Regions from separate parts of the Mus musculus genome. Here all the other regions are linked to region 1. Evidence: chromatin contacts called from public HiChIP or PLAC-seq data. All regions are on one chromosome and are shown on one strand. Each heading gives the region's core, a stretch centred on a gene start, on an enhancer-like site or on the middle of the called end of the contact. The rest is flanking DNA. Distances are from core to core; before and after follow the strand shown.

Region 1 (4,084 bases), core at 760-3,259:
GCTGTGAGCTTCGTTTTGTTGTCTGTAAGATAACAGAGGAGGTGGCAGTCTCTCTGGAGCTCCTTATTCAAATTAAAAACCTTGAGAGGTGGTAAACAGAATGGCTGACATGAAACATGGGCCATGAAGATTTGGGGGTGAGGAGCCAGCAGAGGTAACTGAGGGGCCATGAGGTGTAGTGTCTCACACAGTGTCTTCCCAACAGGAAGCAAGCAGGAAGCTGAAGCAATGAGCTGGCTGGTGTTCAAGAAACTTAGGGACCAAAGGTGGGCGCCCCCCTAAAACTGGAAGTCCCCCAGAAGGGTTATTAGTGTTTTTCACAGTCAGGGATGTGACTGTGGGAGGGATGATCCAAACTGTCCTTCAACACCTCACAATATAGGGAATTTTGGAGGAATTCTTTCCTTCCTAATTTCCTTTGGGACTATTGGATATTATCTATCTCTTTCCCCCCTCCCCTGCAGTTGGGCCATCACTGTAGAAAGATTTAACTACAACTGTGGGGAGTTTTTGGTTTTAAAAAAATGCATGGTTAGGAGATAACCTTGTGACCATGACAGCATCTACTTTGACAAATCTAAGCATCAAGCCTGCTACATACTGAGGTTTTGTGATGGTATAAGCCTATGACTCTTGGTTACAGGTCTGTTTAGCACATTGCTATACTGAATACCAAAGGCAAGTATTACATGGTGGTACTAGTGTATCTAAACATATCAAGGGCTGGGATGCCATTCAGTTGGTGTAGTGCTTGCCCAGCTTATGGAAATCAAGTTCTTTGACTCAAGCACTGGATAAATCATATGTTGTCGTGCACATCTGTATGCTCACCACCCTGAAGATGGAAGCAGAGGATTAGGAGTTGAAGGTCATCCTTGGATACCTAGCAAGTTTGAGGTCAGCCTGCACTATACTGAGTCCTGTCTCAAAACCCAAACCGTATCTAAGGTATAAAAGAGTTTTATTCGTCAGTGCATGATTCATGCTAAAAATGGATCATGAGATGCTCACTTTTGTCGATACTCACTTCTGTCCCAGCCTCCTGAATGCTGGGATTACAGCTGTGCATCACCATACCATACTCGAAACACACACTGTAGTGAGCAGGAGTCTCGCAGCTCCACTGGAATCTGATGAGACTTCCATGGCCAGTATGGCATTGTTGGCACACTCATGCACCCATGCGCCACGTGCTTTTACCTGGCTCTTGTTCCAGATGCCTGGGATAGAGCTTCTAGAGACCTTGGGAATTTACTCAGTCTTATGCTGATGAGATTGTCCTAAGAGACAAAGGGAGGACTCCGGTATCATCATCAGATGGGGACCAGTCACTAAGACGCCATATCAACAGAGAGGCAGGGGAGGACAAGGATCAGGTCCATTTCTGTGGCCAATGGTTTAATCACACATGATATTTAATTTAACCTTGGCAAAACCTCTATAGAATAGAGCTCTCTGAATTTTTGTGTTGAAGAACCCTAGTTGTGGGGTGAGGCAGGGTAGGATGGGGTGGAGCGGGTCATCCAGAGAAGCCACTGATTGTCCTGTCTTTCTTCTCTGTATGCCTTGTGCCCTTCCTCAATCGGAACTTTTTTTTTTCCCCACAAACTGTTAAACATAGTGTTTTTCTGAGTCTGATCCATTCTAGCCACTCACTGAAACAGACGTGGGGTGAGAACCATTGACTTGTAGCCAGTCAAAACAGTATCCCCCAAAGAATCCCCAAACGTTGTGGGTACATTTTAGAAGGGTTCCTGTAGAGGCTGCAAAGCCGGACTAAGTGCTGCCCTGTGGCTTCTTCTTGATGTTTTCTCACAGGCTAGCACCAGCTACAAGGGAAGGAGGTCAGAGAGGGGTGTGTATTTGCACAGCACCGTATTAACAGAGAGCTAGAGCCACTGATCCATAATGGCAGAGCATGGCTGATTAGCTGTGCCAAAGGGAGGTCACATCCCAGTGAGCAATTACTTCCGCCTCAGTCAGATCCTTTCAGACATGAGCTCACGGGGCAGGGATGTGCTGAAAGTGCCGTGTAGACTCATAGCCACGTCAGTCATACGGCTTTGTTATCAGCAGAGCCCAGTCCTGCAAATTTTCCCTGGCCAGAAGTCAGAATGCTTTGTTTTCATGTCTCTATTTCCTTAGAGACTTCCCCATAATCCTTTGCCTCACTATCTTCTTCAAATTTAAGCAAATCCCGCCCCCCTCACTTTTCTGGAGGGCTTGCTTTTGTTATATTATCACTCCTATGGCCTAGGAGACCTACTGGACCTTGTAAGCAAGGAGACACTTGCTTTGAATGTTACAGCATCAAAGAGCTCTGTCTGACACTCTGGTCCCTGGGTCCAGCTGTGCTGATTCATTTCTCTGGCTTTGCTGTCTACTCTGTTACTGATGACCCTAGGGGCATCGTCTCTCCTACTGAGCGTGCCCACTGCTCCACCTCAACTCTTGGCCCATGAAGATATGCACTGATTTCTCTTCCTATAATTCTTTTCTATGACTGACACAGACACTCTCGTTTCTCTAACCAAGTGGAAGCACTTAGCAAGTGCTTACTTATTCCTCCTTAGTGCAAAGAAAAGCTAAACTTTGTTTTTAAGCAGAGATCTATACTGGAGTCTGCTACAGATCCTGTGCCCTGCATGGATCTGACATTGTCTACACTGAAAGGGGGCAGGCCGTTCAGCCCTCTGCAAGCTCCCATGTGGCGGCAGAGGAGGACTTCAGGTGCCCTACTCTGTCACTTTCTGTCATGTTCCTTTGAAACAGGGGCTCTCACTGATCCTGGAACTATGCTGGTGGCCAGCAAGCCCCAGGAATCCCCCACATTGTCATGGTCACAGGTGTGTATAACCATGCCTGGTATTTTACATGGCTGCTGAGATCCAAATTCAGGCCCCAATGCTCGTATGGTAAGCACTCTTACCGCTAAACCATGTCTCCAAGCCCAGCCTTCCTTTATAAAAGGTTACTTTCCTTAGGTATTTGTTGCAGCAATGAGAAACTAAGTAACTCATCTGCTTGTATTTTATGATATTTCAATTTTTTTCAGTCTTAAATATCAAATTCTAAAGAACAAATAGTACTCTCCCCAAACTCACAGCCCATGGAAGCCAGTGGAACCTCCTGGTCTTGTGCTATGGTTCATTCACATGCAAGCAGGCATTTTAAAGATTTTGCTAAACTCATTCCTGCTTCTCCATGTCTTCGAGTGAAAAAAAATTTCTTGACAGACTCTGCTCTCTGCCTATTAAACAATTAAAAGGTACTGATCAGAGAGCTGGACTAGACATGAACTGTCTGCTATGTGAGCCTCAGGACCAGAGTTCAATTCCCCAGTGTCCACTTAAAACACTAAGCACAGTGGTACAGGTCTGTGCTTTTGTGCTGGAGAAGATATACCACTGCTGGTCTAGCCCTGGAACTTGTTAGCTAAACAGCATAGCTGAATTGTCGAGCTCCTGGGTCAGTGAGAGAACCTGTCTCAAAAAGTCAGGTGGAGAGTGAGCAAGGAAGATACTTAGCACTGACCTCATGAGCACGCAAATCAGCGGATGGAGTGCAAGGCGTAGGGAATCTCTTTGTGCTTTAAATTTCTTACTATAAGATACGTAAGTCATGACTGGTGGTACAGGCCAATAGTCTTAGCTAATGGGTTGGCTGAAGTAGGAGGTTTGCAAGTTCAAGACTAGCCTGAGCTAGAGAAGGTCCAGGGCAAGTCTGAGCAACTGTGAAAAGTACAAGAGCCTGTGAGGAGCCGCCCTTGCAATCGCCATTACAAGATGGCGCTGATATCCGGTGTTCTAACTAGTAAACCAGTAGTCTGCGCATGTGCTGGGTTATTTTTCCATGCCTTGTGCCCTGCCTGTCCCGTGGCGTTATCTGGGCTAATGGTGAGCAGCTAATCAGGAGCTGACATGTCTCCAACCGCTCTTTGTGGGTTATAAAAGGACTGAGTTTCCTGTATTCGAGGTCTTCCTGATAAGTAAGCAATAAAGCTTTGCCGTAGAAGGATCTGGTTGTCCGAGTGTGTTTTGCTGACGAAACATTACAAGGACAAGAAGAGCCAAGGCAGGGACAC
Region 2 (4,084 bases), core at 845-3,344, 180 kb before region 1:
AAGCTGTGGCTCCCCAAAAGAATTCCTGGACTATCCTGAAGGGTTTGAAATGGTCCAGAGAGCCTGTGGAGGCAGCCACCCAGAGAGATGTTTTAACTGTAAGGTTTCTTGGCAGAGTCTTACACAGATGGGAAAGGAGTGTATATGAGCATGTCTCACTTCCTGATGCAGTCCATCTCTCCCAGGCGTTTTTTGGGGGGAGTGCAAGGTTAGGGATATGCTTCCACAGGGGGTTACTGTTGAGGGAGCCACCCAAATGTAGATCGATTAACTGCCACCTGTCGCCTTGCTTTCAATACTGTCACTAATCTGGAAAGAAGTTTCTCACAAGACACAGCACAGGTCAAGATCTGAGTCACAGTTTCTTCTAAGAAGTCAAGGGTTCCCCTTCTAACCTTATTTACTGACACCGATTCTAATTTTCCAATAGTCTAAGTCAGCAAGTGGCAATATGTAACAGTTACAGAGGGTCACAGGGTCAAGTTTTCAGCCATCCCACTGTATGCTGGAACCTGTCAGTCCGAATGGGAACCTTTCAGGCTTTTACCCACTGGCACAATGCTGTCACCCGAGGTCCATCTCATCTCTCCATTCTGACCAATAGGTTCCCAGGTACTCTACCTCTGACAGCCACCCTTGCATCCAGTAAGAAATGAGAAGGTGGGTGAAGGTGGTGGTGGATCATTGTACTCCACTACTGGGGATGCAGAGATAGACAGATCTCTGGGTTTTACTCAGCAGCCAATCTAGCTTATTTGGTGAAGTCTAAACCAGCCAGGGACCCTGTCTCAAAACTACAATGTGGATAGCAACTGAGGAATGATATCTAAGGTTGTCTGCCATATACATGTACACACATGCAGACACTAACACACACACACACACACACACACACACACACACACACACACACACACACACACACACACAGTGGTGGGAAGGAGGGAGGGAGAGGGAAGAAGACAGTTTTATACACCTGTAATCCCAGCACAAAGCAGGGTAGGCAGGAGAATTATAATTTTGTGGCCAGATGGAACTACACCATGAGGCCCTATCTCAAAATCTGAACTATATTCCTTTTGTATAATATGCACATGTCCATTTGCAGAACCACAGAGGATCCCATGTCTACTATTCCAACCCGAGTGTTCTCCTTTCTGTTTCCCCTCTCCTACTGCGTCATAGCAGTTGAGAATCTCTTGGTCTCCATGAGAACTTGGCCAGGGAACATTTTGCAAAAGATGGAAAGATACAGTAGTCTGAAAACTTCTGTGAAAGACAGGGCAGGGCTTTTCTATTCTTACTTGGGAAAGCACTCTGAGCTATAACACACCATGCATGGGTGGCTGACTTAAAAATCTTATCTCTTTGCTGTTTCCCTTCTTGGTTCAGTGCTTCTACTTTTAGAAATTCGTCTCTATATATCTGACTGGATTGACATTTCACTCTTTAGACTGCATGCTCTTGGGAGATGGGGACAATGACCGTTTTCCTTTAGTCTAGGGTCTAATGTACTGGCTATAACCACAACATTGAAGAAAAGGCATCTTATGATGACTAGTGTAACTTCAGGGCTGGGTGGGCCTAGAAGAATCAGCCTTTCTGCAGGCACTTTTGGGAGGTCACCACTTATTTAGTAACACATCTGGATGTAAGACTAGGGAAGCTGTTTGTGAGGAAATAACTTTTGAATGAGCTTCTTCAGTGGTACAGCTCAGCCACTGGGATCCCTGCCACAGGCAGAGAGCCTGCCAAAGGGAACTCCTCGTGTAGTTGTAAAGTTCTTGGGGTTTGGTGGTGGCGCAGGCAATTTGGCCTCAGATGCCGTTAGCATCCTGGTCTTTTTGTTCTGTGAGCTCCCAGCAGCCTGAGGGCTTAGTCTTATGGGGTTTTCTGGATTTCCACACAGTTATGTCAGAGTGTACATAAAGGTTCTTTAAGTCGCAGGCATACAGACTTGCTGTGTGTGGCCACAGAGGAGCAGGGACACCTGGGAGTCCTTAGCCACAACTTACGGTGGCTACGACAGAGTGCTAGAGTGGGTGATACAAGCTTAACTCAGAGTGATGACTCAAGTCTGAGCTGGCTAGGGCTGAACCCAGCTGATGCTTGGCTTGCTCTGTGGACTTGCCAAGTGTCTCAGAGCTGGAACAAGAGAAGCCCATGACTGGGAAATACTGACTTTCAGACAGAGAAACGGATGGCTCATTCCAGACAGCAAGCCACTGTGTCCTTATAAAAATGGTGCGGTGAGGCTGCGGCACTGCCAGGGGCAGGCTAGCAGGCAGCGTCCCTGCTGTTCCCTGGCTTCCCAGCAGCTTTTGTACATGTGATTACTGCTTGTTCTTTTCCTTACATATCAAAAAACAAAGTAGATTCTAAGACTTGAGAAGATTATGTACCCAGGGTCATGGTTTTGGGTTGAATTGCCCCTCTCTAAACTTATTGTTTCTTAAAAATAGTTTCATTTTTAAGTTGTGTGTATGTCTCAGTGTATGGACATGTGAGTACAGGTGCCTAAAGAGGGCAGAAGAGGGCACTGCATCCCTTGGAGCTGGAGCCACATGTGGTTGTAAGAGTCTCATATGGTACTTGAGACTGAACCTGGGTCCTCTCCTACAGCAGTGCTCTTCACACCGGAGTCATTTCTCCACCCCCTCAAATCCACTGTTAACATCCAAATCATGGAGTCTTAGAAAGTAGCTGGATTCTGAAATGACCTTTGAAGAGGTGACTAAATGAAGTTATAGGGGCAGAGTCTCCATTCAACAGGATCAGTGTCAAGAAAGGAGGAGGAGGAAGAAAAAGGAAAAAGTAGAAGAAAGGAGGAGGAGGAGAAGGGGCAGGAGGAAGAAGAAGAGGAAGAAGGAAAGGAGAAGAAAAAGGAGGAGAAAGAAAAAGAAGACCATGAAGAGGAGGCAAGGAGGAGGGGAGGGATGGAGGAGGAGGAGGGAGGAGGATATAAAGCCAAGGCCACATGAAGACAGAAGGAATGCAGCCAGCTGCAAGCCAGAGAGACGGCTCTGGAAAGATAACCCTGCTTACATCCGCTCTTGGACTTCTATCATCTAGGCCTGTGAGACATGCATTTCTGACTTTAATCCCTCCACCTAGCCTGTGGCCTTTTATTGCAGTACCCACTGTGGCTGATATAGTAGCATTTAAAATTTGGACTAACATCGAAGTCCATGCTTGGAAGCTGAGACTCTAAACATTAACTTTGATCTTATTTCAACAAGTGTAACCAAAGTTTGAGATCTGGGTGCCTGACCCTTTAGCCATTGCGTCTGTTTGTTTGTTTTTGCAATATTTGGGAGCCCGGGACCTCAAGCATGGTAGACAAGAATGCTACCACAGAACTACGCTGCAGCCATAGCTGTCCCTTTAGATTTAAGAATCTGACTGCTGTTGTCTCTGGTTCCTGGCGCTGGCACTATACTCTGTGATTGTCTTGAGTATAAGGATAAAGTTTTTACACTGCATTTATCTATCTATCTATCTATCTATCTATCTATCTATCTATCTATCTATCTATCTATCTATCTATCTAAGTGGAGCACCAGTGGTGAGGCCAGAGGACAGTTTGCTGAAGTTTGTTCTCTTTTTCCATCCTTTGGGTCCTGGGGATTGAACTCAGGTAATCAGGCTTAAGTGGCAAGCACTTTACCCACAAAGCCATCTCAGCAGCCCCTGGCAGGAGAGTTTATGACTTTGAGGTTATGCTAATGAAATGACTTGTGATGGAAGCTAGTCATCACGGAGACCAACCCCGTGCATGATTAGAAGTCTGGGTGCCTTTTGCTTGGATTGATGGTGAAACAAGAAAAAAATAACCCTGATATATGGGATTCTAGTTAATGCAGTTTACTCCAAAGACTGCCCTTTCTTCTGATGTCTACGAGTGTACGCTCTGTTCTGTTAGGCAAATGGTTGGCATGGGTGACTATGTTTACTTTATACCTTCATTTAGCAAAGAAAAAGAAACTATTCCAGAATACTTGCCTCACTTATTTCCAACACACACACACACACACACACACACACACACACACACACACACAGATAGTACAGGCCCATGAGCATC
Region 3 (4,084 bases), core at 783-3,282, 150 kb before region 1:
CACACAAATACCAGCTTATAATTTCTCTGTGAAATAACAGACATGTTCCACCCTGTCTAGGCAAAAAGATAGCCATAGGTTATCCCTCAAATATAGCCTAGTCTTGGAAGCAAGAAGATAGAATGTTCTATAAATACTTTCTGTTTATGCATGTTAACACTTTTAGTCTATGCATCTAGTCAGTCCGTCACCAGGAAGCCTGGCATTGCTTGTGATTCATTTTACTGGCCAAGTATGCAGATCATCTAGGTAAGTTGGCATATTAATTTCTCATTTTGCAGGGATACTATCCTGGGATCTTCAGTGTGATTGGGTGATTGAGGCAATTTGGGGGTGGGGCTCCAAAAAAGCATCCTGCATTTTCAGGTTGTAATACGGTTTCTACTATTAATGCAGTACATTAATTATTAAAGGTTTATTAACTGTTCAAGTGCCTGTTTAGTTCTTTGTTTGCTTATTATGAATGTGGGTACGCTTGTGCTATGCGGGGGTCAGGGGACAACGTAGGGGAGTCAGTTCTCTTTTTCTACCACCTTTGAGTCCTGAGGATCAAACTCTGGACTTTGGACACGAAGGGCCCTCACCTGCTGATTCATCTGAAGCCCGTAACAGGAGTTTTCCCTTTCCCTTTCGATGCTAAGTAGCAGTTAACATTACTAGACAATATGATCTTCATCAGTTTCAATTTTACCTACTCTAGAAGGCCTGTGAGTTTTCTGATCATTTTTGAGAACTGGAGAATTATTTTAGAAAGGTAAGGGGCTGCAACCCACTAGCACAAAGCCCAAATCATCTTTCCTCTCTTCCTTCCTTCTTCCTCTATTTTAATGCCTCTTAATGTACTGAGACCCAGACACAGCCTCAGGCTTTCTCATTATCTCCCGGTTATTTTCCCTCACGCCCCCATTACATCACTGGGCACCCCCATTCCCATTAACTACCTTTTTTTTAAAATAAACGTTTCCCTGTTTCCAGTAATGATGATGGCTAGGGTCATGTGTTTTCCTGCACGAGCTCTCTCTGAAAGGCTGGGGTGACTTTTACAAATATGTCAGCTAATGTTTGTCCCCACTGTCCTCCTTTCTATGACATTTCAGCATTATAAGGGAAAATGTATGACTTATTTTATGTCTACATTTCTTCTTAGACCCCTAACATGTTCTAAATCTCTGCAGAGTTAGTATTGTTGATCCTTCCAATGTCAGAAGAGCAGATCAGAGACAAAATTTCTTATTGAAAAAAATTAACATTCTGTCTATCTATCTACCCATCCATCTATCTATTCATCCATCCATCCATGCATGTGGGGAGAGCCACACACTCTGCATGTATGTGAGGGTCAGCAGTCTCCTGGAAGCTAGTGCTCTCTTCCAGTTTGTGCCCCAGAGATGGAACTCAGGCTATCACGATTGATGGCAAGCACCTCTACCCACTGACCCACCTCATGGACCCCTCGTGTCTTTTGCTAAACACCTTGCACACCTTTTGCATCTCAGGTGCTTCGTAGCTGTTCTCTCATGCAAGCCTCTGAATGTGACTTCGCTTACTGAAGCTAAAGCTAAGAGAGATTTGGGAGCTCACTACAGGTCTTACAGTCAGAAGGTGGAAGACCTGGCTAGATAACAAACCCAGAGAAGATGCCACAGTGTACACTGTGTTTGTCACACTCTGATGCATCGTGTAAATACCTGCCACAAGGCAGGGATGTTTGCCTTGGTCCAGTAGGCAAGGCTCCTCAATGTGAATATCTTCTCACTGATAAAAGTGATCTCTACAGTTCTTTCATTGCTATAATGCTCTCTCCCCAAAATGTTCAATGGTTCAATCACATGCAGATATATTGTGCAGGCTGCCCTGAGCTCTGGGTGCACCCTGAGGCCCTCACAGTCATAGCTGTGGCTCTTAACATCGTCTGTCACCTTCTGCACATGTCTCCACACTCTTGCCAAGTCTTGCAGGCTACATCTGTGCCACTGGTCACTCTATAGTTCTTCTGTTACCAAACACTCAACGGACCCAATAAAGGGGGATTGAGAAGGCAGAACACTGCCTCACATTGTGCTCAGCTCTGAGTCTGCTTCGTGTCCTCACCACCTCCCCCCTCTCTGCTTTCTCTCTCTGAGCAACACAGAAATAAATATTGGATATTTACTGGAGGGTGGTCAGAGGCAGCCAGGAAGTGAGCAAGCCAGCCCTGAGTTACCCAGCTTGTGTAGGTGTGTCACTCAGATCCAGATGGCTCTGCACTCTTTGGGTCCCTAGTTTGGATTCGTCTCTTTACAGGCATGTGGGGAGAGCGTTAATTGTGTGTTTTACGATTATGAATGGCACAGCCTGGAGACGCTCCCATTCTGATTTCCATTTGCCGCCATACAGCATCAATCTAACTCCCCATTACACATCATTTTTTTTTTTTCATGCACTGCTCATTCAATAGGGACAAAGAAAGGCAAGGACATCGACAGATCAGGCAAATTCTGGTGGAAATGGTGGGGAGCAGGCATGAAGTTATAGGGGAAATGTTAGCTGATTCAAGTGGGAAATTATTGCTCAAAACAAAGTGTCATGGCTCTTGCCTGTAAGCCTAGCATTTGGGAAGCTGAGACAGGGGGGTTATGAGTTTGAGGTCACTGCAGGCTACATAGCAAGTCCAAGGCCAATCTGGACTACAGAATGAGACCCTGTTCCAAAAACAAAAACTTATTGTTTGAAGGCTTAGTATATTGCACCATAATAATGACTCCTGGTCGTGACGTCATCTCTAATGAGGCCTCTGTAGATCAATGTTGGAGCATGGCTTCATGCTCTGCTTGTTCAAGACCCTATAAAGTTCCCATCAGCAGCAGTGGGTCATATGTACTCAATGTTAAATGGACAAAAGTATGCAGGAGAGGCCAGTCCTGTTTGGTAACGGACCTGAGTTCAAGTCCCAGAGTCTGCATTTAAAAAAAAAAAAAAAAAGCATGCCCTTGTATTCCCAGGGCCAGAAAGACAGAGACGTGGAAGGACCCTGAGGCTCACTGACCAGGCTACCTTAGCCTACCTAAAGATTCAAGAACACTAAGATACATCTTATCCAAAAGAAAGTGAATGGATCCTGAGAAATGGTGAGAGGATGTCTTCTGGCCCACACATGTGCATGTATCAGTGCCCACACCTACCCTCCCTCCCCAAGTATGCAAGAACCATGCACTGGCAAATACATATGAAAACAGGCACAAGAAGGAACATGCAGATGTGCTCAGAGTTAAAGCCAGAGGCTATAGTATACCTGCCAATGCTTCTGACTGTGGACAACAAATTTTTGCTCCTCTTATATCATGAACACCTGGAATACCACTTTCAATAAAAATCCAAAAAATGCTGCCTAGGAGAGAAATGACACTTCCCTCCAGTGAGATCCTATGCCCGATGGCTCTGACATAGAGCCAGCTTCCATGACTGTGGGGAGATTACACATGCAGTTCAAACTGAGACCACCAGCTCATCTGTTTTTTTGTTGGACTATTTGGTAGTAATAAGGCCATTGGTAACTCAGGTCCCATAACCCTGTGACCCATCATCAACCGTAGCTTGAATCCTTAAGCAGGAATTTCTATTTTCAAGGTAAGGATTTCTTCAGAGAGTGGGGTACCCAGTTTTTACCAATACCCTTAAGAATCAGAAAGAAGACATATAGCCACTGGCGTCTAGAATAAGCATCATGGAATTTGATAATCACTGAACATCAGTTCTGCTCATTTTCTGTAAAAGATGACCTATATCGGTAGGTCTAGAACAATGTTTCTGGTAGTGGACCTGGCTCCCTTTAAGAGCAGGCTTGTAAAAGATATGCTCAGCCTAGGGATGGAGTAAGGGGTGGCCAAGGAGAGAATTGGCGAATTCAGTTGCTGGAAAGAGTGGCATCACCAGCTGTGTTCTCATTGATTCTGTCCAAACAAGCAGTGGAGTTACCTGGCCTTCCTGTGGAATACTGATGCTGCAGCCCACAGCTCCCACAGACACTACTGCACCAGTTCTTAACTGGTGTTCTTAAAGAGAGCTATTCTGGGGAAGACAAAACCAGAAGTGGACAACATTCTCA

What was found. HiChIP or PLAC-seq counts read pairs in DNA pulled down with a chosen protein or histone mark.
Region 2: a FOXA1 HiChIP or PLAC-seq map of pancreatic cancer cells shows a contact between it and region 1. The contact joins two enhancer-like sites. A contact is called at or near these places in 1 of 115 datasets of contacts at active chromatin or transcription factors (pancreatic cancer cells) and 1 of 9 other capture datasets (embryonic stem cells).
Region 3: a contact with region 1 is called in an HNF4G HiChIP or PLAC-seq map of pancreatic cancer cells. The contact joins two enhancer-like sites. A contact is called at or near these places in 1 of 15 datasets of contacts at CTCF or cohesin (the NIH/3T3 cell line), 1 of 484 Hi-C or Micro-C datasets (cortical neurons) and 4 of 115 datasets of contacts at active chromatin or transcription factors (the NIH/3T3 cell line, bone marrow-derived macrophages, embryonic forebrain and 1 more).

The regions. Positions count from the first base shown.
Region 1 is chr2:4,258,781-4,262,864 of GRCm38.p6, reverse strand. The region is part of intron 1 of Frmd4a (FERM domain containing 4A); the gene reads right to left. It overlaps Gm39752 (a long non-coding RNA gene), which reads right to left. Exons shown (of 2, transcript XR_865942.2): 2 at 1-4,084. Among named protein-coding and RNA genes, the nearest start is that of Gm39752, 13 kb to the right of the region's middle. Within about 2 kb of position 2,009, at least 43 of the 459 cell types and tissues checked have an H3K27ac peak or open chromatin away from gene starts, as enhancers often do. A contact at or near this core is called in pancreatic cancer cells, where this site is marked.
Region 2 is chr2:4,443,856-4,447,939 of GRCm38.p6, reverse strand. All of the region lies in intron 2 of Frmd4a (FERM domain containing 4A), which reads right to left. Among named protein-coding and RNA genes, the nearest start is that of Gm23691, 65 kb to the right of the region's middle. Within about 2 kb of position 2,094, at least 112 of the 459 cell types and tissues checked have an H3K27ac peak or open chromatin away from gene starts, as enhancers often do. A contact at or near this core is called in pancreatic cancer cells, where this site is marked.
Region 3 is chr2:4,405,234-4,409,317 of GRCm38.p6, reverse strand. The region is part of intron 1 of Frmd4a (FERM domain containing 4A); the gene reads right to left. Among named protein-coding and RNA genes, the nearest start is that of Gm23691, 26 kb to the right of the region's middle. Within about 2 kb of position 2,032, at least 51 of the 459 cell types and tissues checked have an H3K27ac peak or open chromatin away from gene starts, as enhancers often do. A contact at or near this core is called in pancreatic cancer cells, where this site is marked.